2 separate regions of the Gossypium hirsutum genome follow, and region 1 is linked to region 2. The links are chromatin contacts, called in public Hi-C maps. All regions are on one chromosome and are shown on one strand. Each heading gives the region's core, a stretch centred on a gene start, on an enhancer-like site or on the middle of the called end of the contact. The rest is flanking DNA. Distances are from core to core; before and after follow the strand shown. Region 1 holds the start of LOC107904360 (protein ZINC INDUCED FACILITATOR-LIKE 1). Region 2 has its middle 12 kb from the start of LOC107903040.

What was found. Hi-C and Micro-C count contacts between places; a contact is called where the count stands out from the background.
Region 1: a Hi-C map of leaf shows a contact between it and region 2, with 4 times the contacts expected there. The contact joins the promoter of LOC107904360 here to the enhancer-like site in region 2. A contact is called at or near these places in 22 of 34 Hi-C or Micro-C datasets (anther, callus, cotyledon and 5 more).

The regions. Positions count from the first base shown.
Region 1 is chrA05:35,869,540-35,873,041 of Gossypium_hirsutum_v2.1, forward strand. It overlaps LOC107904360 (protein ZINC INDUCED FACILITATOR-LIKE 1), which reads left to right and starts at 2,136. Exons shown (of 18, transcript XM_016830703.2): 1 at 2,136-2,458; 2 at 2,992-3,230; 3 at 3,472-3,502. The coding sequence starts at 3,086.
Region 2 is chrA05:35,789,669-35,793,283 of Gossypium_hirsutum_v2.1, forward strand. It overlaps the pseudogene LOC107904362. Among protein-coding and RNA genes, the nearest start is that of LOC107903040, 12 kb to the right of the region's middle. Within about 2 kb of position 2,228, at least 6 of the 9 cell types and tissues checked have an H3K27ac peak or open chromatin away from gene starts, as enhancers often do. A contact at or near this core is called in cotyledon, fibers and leaf, where this site is marked.

The sequences.
Region 1 (3,502 bases), core at 886-3,385, 80 kb after region 2:
TAATATGATTTTATTCAATTAAGTAAATCTCAGTTTAATGTATTGGGGCATTATGCTTGATTATTCGAGACAAAAATAATAAAAATAAATAAATAAATTATTAATCGTTAATATTAAATTAAATAAAAGGTTTTTAGTGTTTAATAATAATTTTGGGTCAACCTATCTAAATTTGAAATATTCTCTTTCAAATTCCATTTTGGGTTGAGTCATGAAACTATTATATGGGGATACTTTTGGATATCTTAGGTTTTTTTATTTTTTTTTGAATTATCTTAGTTTATTATAATAGTTTTTTGATATGTTAATTCTTTTAAAATTAATTAAATTTTTGTATTAAATTTGCACCTAATTAAGTTTTTACTATTAAATAAAATAATTAATTAAACTCTTACTTTAACAGTTTTCATCATTGACCATATTGACCATTAAAATAAATTGATGATCTAATCAGATGGTGACACATGATTTAATTTAATATTTTCTTCATAAAAATAATTTAAAAATCATAAAAATAAAAAAAATATTAAAATTGATATAAACTAACTAAAATCATAAAAAAACTTATAAATATTATAAAATATAAAAATATATAATAAGTTATAAAATTATAAAATTTAAAAAAAATTATTAGAAATCTTGAAAGTAATAAAAATGTAAAAAAAAATATAAAAAATTAAAATTATTAAAATTATATAAACTTATAAAAATTATAAAAAAAATTATAAAAACTTGAACTGAACCAATTAGCCCAAATCGGCAAAGGTACCAGTCTGGGAAAAGTCATTAGACTGGTTGACCTAGAAACTGGGCGGTTAAACTGAATTTTCATTTTTTTAATATTTTTATCAAACTAAATTTCATTATTTAAATATTAGCATATGTCCAAATGAAATATACTAACTAAGGTTTTCAGAAATTGGCCTAATAGTCAAACCGATTAGGTTGTTGGTTCGCCAATTTGATTGATTCGTCCAGATAATTTAAATAAAACATTAAAACATGAAAAATATTGAAAAAACAAAGTTGGTTCAACCATCCAATTCTAAGGCCAATCAGTCTAATGACTTTCTTTGGACAGATACCCTTACCAATTTCGGTTTAATTGGTCCAACCTACTGATCTAGTCCAACTCAAGTGTTTATGATTTTTTTAATAATTTTATATCATTTTTCATTTTTTAATATGTACTAATTTTAATATTTTTGAGAATTTTTCAGATTTTTTCTTTTGATTTTTAAATATTTTGATGAGAAACATGTTAGATTAAATTAGGAGCTGTCATATGTCACCATTTGATTGATTCGTTAATTTATTTTAGCAGTCAATATGGTCAATGGGGGAAGTCGTTAATGGAGGGATTTAATTGATTATTTTAGTGAACTGCATTATCTTAATTGGATGCGAATTTAATACACGGGCTTCATCGGATTTTTTTTTTCATTTTAAGGGCTTTTTGACATATAAGCTTAGTTTTTTGTTGGCATAATGATAAATTTAGCCTTAGTATTTATATATTTTGTTAATTTAGTTCTTATTTTTTTTAATTAAATTTTACCATTAACTTTTAAAAAAGAGTCAATTTTTTTTTTAAAAACCTATTTTATATATAAATGCTTATTATTGTATTTATTTTAGACATATATAATTTTATGTTTTTATAAATAATAAAAATTAATACATACTAAAGTTTGTTTAAAATTCAAAATTATAATTTATTGTTTTTTAATAAAATCAAAATTAATGAAACTAAAGAAGTAAATATAAAAATTCTTAATTATAAATTAAAACATTTGATAATAAAAGTTATTTCCAATGATAATGTTATTCGTCCTAATTACTCCATTAACAATAATTACAAAATAAGATCATATTAAAAAGTGGTGAATCATTTCGTCCAATAAATCCGGAAGATCAAAACCTTAAACATTTGAAGATAACTTAATCTAAGTGGTGGTATACAAATTGTAGACGAAAGCCAAGAGCCACAAATAGGAAATATTTTACTGACCCGGAAGGCAAAAGTATGTAAGTATTAAATAACTAGCAAGTTGGTGTAAGACTGAAAACAACAAATCCTTGTCCGTTTTCATGAATTTGTAGTCTTGCAAATCAATGCACGTAACTTGTCATATCTCTGTCTCAAATCCGTTCATTACGTTTCTTTTCTTGTCTGTACACATTTTAAGGAGACCTGTTCTTATTTTGATTCCTGCGATTTGAATTACCTCGCTCGCATGATCTTGCCCGGTAGTTTCTCGAAAAGCCACCTTTCCTGCATGTAATTATTGTCCATATATATACGATGTATATACATGCTGTCGTCGTTGTGGGTTTGATGTGTACAATGATGCCTGTCTGTTAGACGATTTGGTTCAATGATTGCGCTTTTAAAACCGGAACCCGAAACTCTTCTTCCATATCTTCAATTTGTTTTTGCAGAAATAATTTTTCCAGGGTAAGTTCTTTTTGGATAGATGGCTCTGGTTTGATGTGTGCTTTTGTTTTTTTTTTCTTTATTCTTCTCCACCCATTTGAGCATGAACTATATGCTTTTTGTCCCCAATGAATATATTCGTAGAGAAAACATATTGATGATATTGGTTGAAGTGTTGTTATCTTGCAATAGTTACTTAAGTCTTGGATTATTATGTTTGTTTTTTGCGCTTTATTCTTGCCTAAATTCGGAGTTTGTCATGCCATTGGAACTTTTGTCTCTGCCTATGCGTCATAGGCATGTAGACATGTCAGCCATAGTGAATTTTCTTGTGATCTTAGATTCAAGTTGGTGTTGAATCGGATACTTAATGAAGCTTTTTTTTTTAAATGTGTATTACCCACCCTTTTATTCTCAAACAAGATTGATAGAGAGCACATGGTTTTCAACATACTGCAATTTTTGGTTTTTATTCTGTCGTTTTCATATATATATATTTTATATTCTTTTGTTATCTTTGTTTTGATTGATTGCTTTTCATTGATGAAATTTAGGGGCTTGGATAGCTGAGTATCAAAGAGGAAGAAAAAGAGTTTATTGAGCTGAATATAGATATATAGTCATTCACTTCAGCTCAAAGAACCAAGTATGGCTGCAGAGTATAGAGAGCCCCTGTTAAAGAAGAAGTACTATAAGAACTGCCCTGGATGTAAGGTTGATGAAATGAAGGAATTGGAGCAAGGCCTCCCAATTCGGCCACTGCTTTCCATATGGATTATTGTCTTATGCACTGGTAAGGACAACCTATGTTGTTCGGGACTCGGATTTGAAAGTCGGATACGGGTGTGTCTGGCATTGATATGATCAGTTTTTCTTTAAAAGTTTGTATGAAAATTTTTTTGCAAGTCATATCTTCATATTCATATGTCGGACACGGCAACATAAGTTTCAAGGGGAATTTATGTAGAACGCCTATTTCATTGATTTCCTTTTATCTTTATTGGTCCTAATTTCCTACTATCAAATGTTTCCAGCTCTGCCGATATCATCTCTCTTTCCTTTCCT
Region 2 (3,615 bases), core at 978-3,477:
TAAGTTATAAAACCTAATTAATAAATTTAAAAATTATATTTACATATAAATATATTTATATGAATGTAATTAAGATATATTTGCTAATATATATAATATATACAATTTAATAAAAAATAAAAATTTTTGTATGTTTAAAATATTGCAGATTTATTATTATAAATATATATATATTTACGTATTAATAAATTAAATACATTTTGACATATTTATTTGTATTATGTTGGTTTTGCATATTGTGCTTATGCCATATATTTGTTTATTTGAAATTTTATTTATCTCATGTATTATTTTTATGTTCGTATTATCTTTAATTCATATTATGTACGTATAATTTGTTATTGTTATTTAATTTATAAAAAAGAATAGTGAGGTCATTATCTAATCCATATCATTATTTATCATACAAATTAATTTTAAAAACATTTATATCTTTGTAACTTTTAATATAATTTTTGTGAATTAATAATTAACACATTCATGAATTTATGTTTTATTTTTGTGTCGTGTTATATTTTAGTTTTGTCATATCCTATTTTATGTATCGATTTGTAGGTCAATTAGTTTGATGCCTCTCTTCAAGCTGGTACTCCGGTTGGTCTAATTGGTTCAAAAACCATAACTCTAAGTCTCTACACTTTGTACATTTGGAATGTAGTCTTCCAATTTTTACTTTTAAGAATTTAATCTCTCAACTTTATGGATTTAAAAGTCTGTTTTTAAATTATATATAACCACATAATATTTTAATTGAAAATCTAACGATTTTAACTATTTCAACTAATTAATAGAATTATAAAAATATACAAACCAAATTATGTTAAAATTTAAAGTATATGATTAAATCTCAAATTTAAACATATTAAAAGGACCAAAATTAAAACTTAATTAGTTTTTATAAAATGAAAAATCAAAAGAAGAAAGAGCTGATGGTATGGGCCAAGTGTCTTAAGAAGAAACATCCTTTCAACATTCCTTTAATTAGGGACGTTAATTTGGCCTGTTAATCGAATTAATCGAAATTTATACATTTTGTTTTGTTTTTATTAAAACAAGTATAAAACATAACAAATAATAAATAAAAAATGTTCATTTGACTGAATTAACTAAATTAGTAATCACCTAATACATAAAATATATAATATTATTTATTAAGTCCAGTTAATTACCTGATTTCAACCCGAATTAACTGTTAATTAAAATTCCAAAAATCCTTTAACCGAATTAGATCGATTCAATCGATTAATTCGATTTTAACCGAAGTTTGAACACCCGTATATAAGTATAGATTAATTTAATATTGTATTCACGTTAAAAAATTGATTTTATAAAATAAAATATTGATCCACATTATTTAAAAGGGTAAAAACAATCATATATTCATATAAATTTATGTTATTTTTATTTTGTATTGTAATTGTTTTTTACGTTTCAATTCATAGCATATTTTTGCATATTATATGTATTATGTTGATATCATGTCATTACCGATAATTTTTCATGCTAATTAAATTTAAAATAAATATTTGTACGTGATTTTTAATATTAATTTTAGTACATTCATAACTGCTTTACATAATTGTTTTTGTGTCATCATATTTTTTCAATATGAATTATATAATATTTTATTATAATTATATAAAATTAGTTTATTTTATTTTATTATATTTGAAATTTATGATTATCTCTCTCAATAATATTATTTTCAACATTCGATCTTATATTTTCTCAATTGAGAATGCAATGTACCTATCACTTTTTTGATTGATTGTATAATTAAGAAATCATATTTATTTTAATTATTTAAATGCAAATTGACCGCATAAAGATTTTTAATTATTCGTATTAATATTTAATATATTTATTTGAGTGAGTATATTTGAACGTACTTTTGTTTAAATTCATCAAATTTAACTTAATTTATGGGATGAAATCTTTGATTCTTTATGAATATATCAATTAAATAATGGGATATTAATTTTGATTATTAATATTATTTATTAAGATGCCAAATGGCATATATCTAACTATGCCAAGCAAGCAATGTTTCCTAAATTTTAACCTTATATTAAAATTGAACAAATTTTATTGAATTTGAGTGGAAATTGACTTTTTTTTTAAATAAAAAAAATCCAAACTATACGGACAGATTACCGGGAATCTACATTCAACGAACCAAAATCATCATCTTTTTGAGAGAGTTTCCACCTGTAATAAAACAAACCCAAGTTCAGTGAATCTCCCCACTTTCCATTATATTAAATGGCCGTCCCTTTCATTCTTTTGCTTGTCCCACTGCCCTCTCCAATCACCTTACACAAAATTCCCTGTTTCAGACTTGTCCTTTTCTTACGAACTTCCATTTCCATTCCTTTGTGAATTCTCTTCAGAAAATGAAAAAACAATGTATGGGAATCAATCTGACAACACTTGCAGATTACAAATCCAACTGAATGGTTTGGAGCCGGAAATGATGGCCTCCTTCAATAGAAGCTGGGCTCAGCAGACCGAAGAGAGTTACCAATTGCAGTTGGCGCTGGCTTTGCGGGTTTCTTCGCTGGCTGCTTCTGCTGTTGATTCCAACTTCTTGGATTTCAATTCTGATGCTAACACCAACAGAGTTTCCTCCTCCTCTTCCTCTTCTTCTTCTTCTTCTTCTTCTTCTTCTTCTTCACCTCAGCATGTGTCTCATCGATTCTGGGTATCACTTCATTTTTTCTGTTTCTTTGAGTTTACTTCTTTTTGTCCTTGAATTGTTGGTTAGTAAAGGGTTTTATGCTTTATGGTTGATGATTTAATTTATGTTACTATGTTTTCCATGATTATGAGGATAATGTCTGTGTCGTATACATTAAATATTGGATTTTCTATTTATAATGTTTCTGCAATTTCACTTGGCCATTTTGTTCAAGTTTTCATGTTTATAATTTTTTGGAATTAAAAATCTGAGTGACCATGTCCTTCATAGTTTTTGTGATGTTTATCTCTTGTTGGTTGAACAATGTGTTTATATTTAGAATATTTCTATGAAACCATATTTTTGGTAATGGTAATAAAAACATTTTTCATCAAGTTTAAGCAGGCAAATAGTATTTTATGTTGGAAAAAGTAGTTCTGGATTATTTTTCTTGGTGGTTGATGAATTTTACATCCCAATGACTGAAGAAGTTCAGAAAACAAGTTTAATGATTCATATGAAGAATTTCTAAGGTACTCTGATTTCCTTTGGTTCAGGTAAATGGCATTCTGTCTTACTTTGATAGACTTCCAGATGGATTTTACCAAGTCAATGGGATGGATCCTTATGCATGGACCTTAAGTGCTGATCAAGGAGAGATTGGCCTGATGCCCTCCATCGAGTCATTGAGGGCCATTGATCCGCATGCTGATTTGTCTATTACTGTTGTTCTGATTGATAGAATAAGGGATCCTAGTTTGAAGGAACTTCAAAATTGGGTTCTCAAAATATCTAGCAGCTGGATCAGCACAAAAGATGCAATTAATCGGCTAGCATGTCTTGTCTGTAACCAAATGGGGTATGCATGTTCTTCATTTTGCATCAGTTTTAGATTCAATGGTTTTATGTCATATCTCTTAGGAATAAAGTTTTGTTGT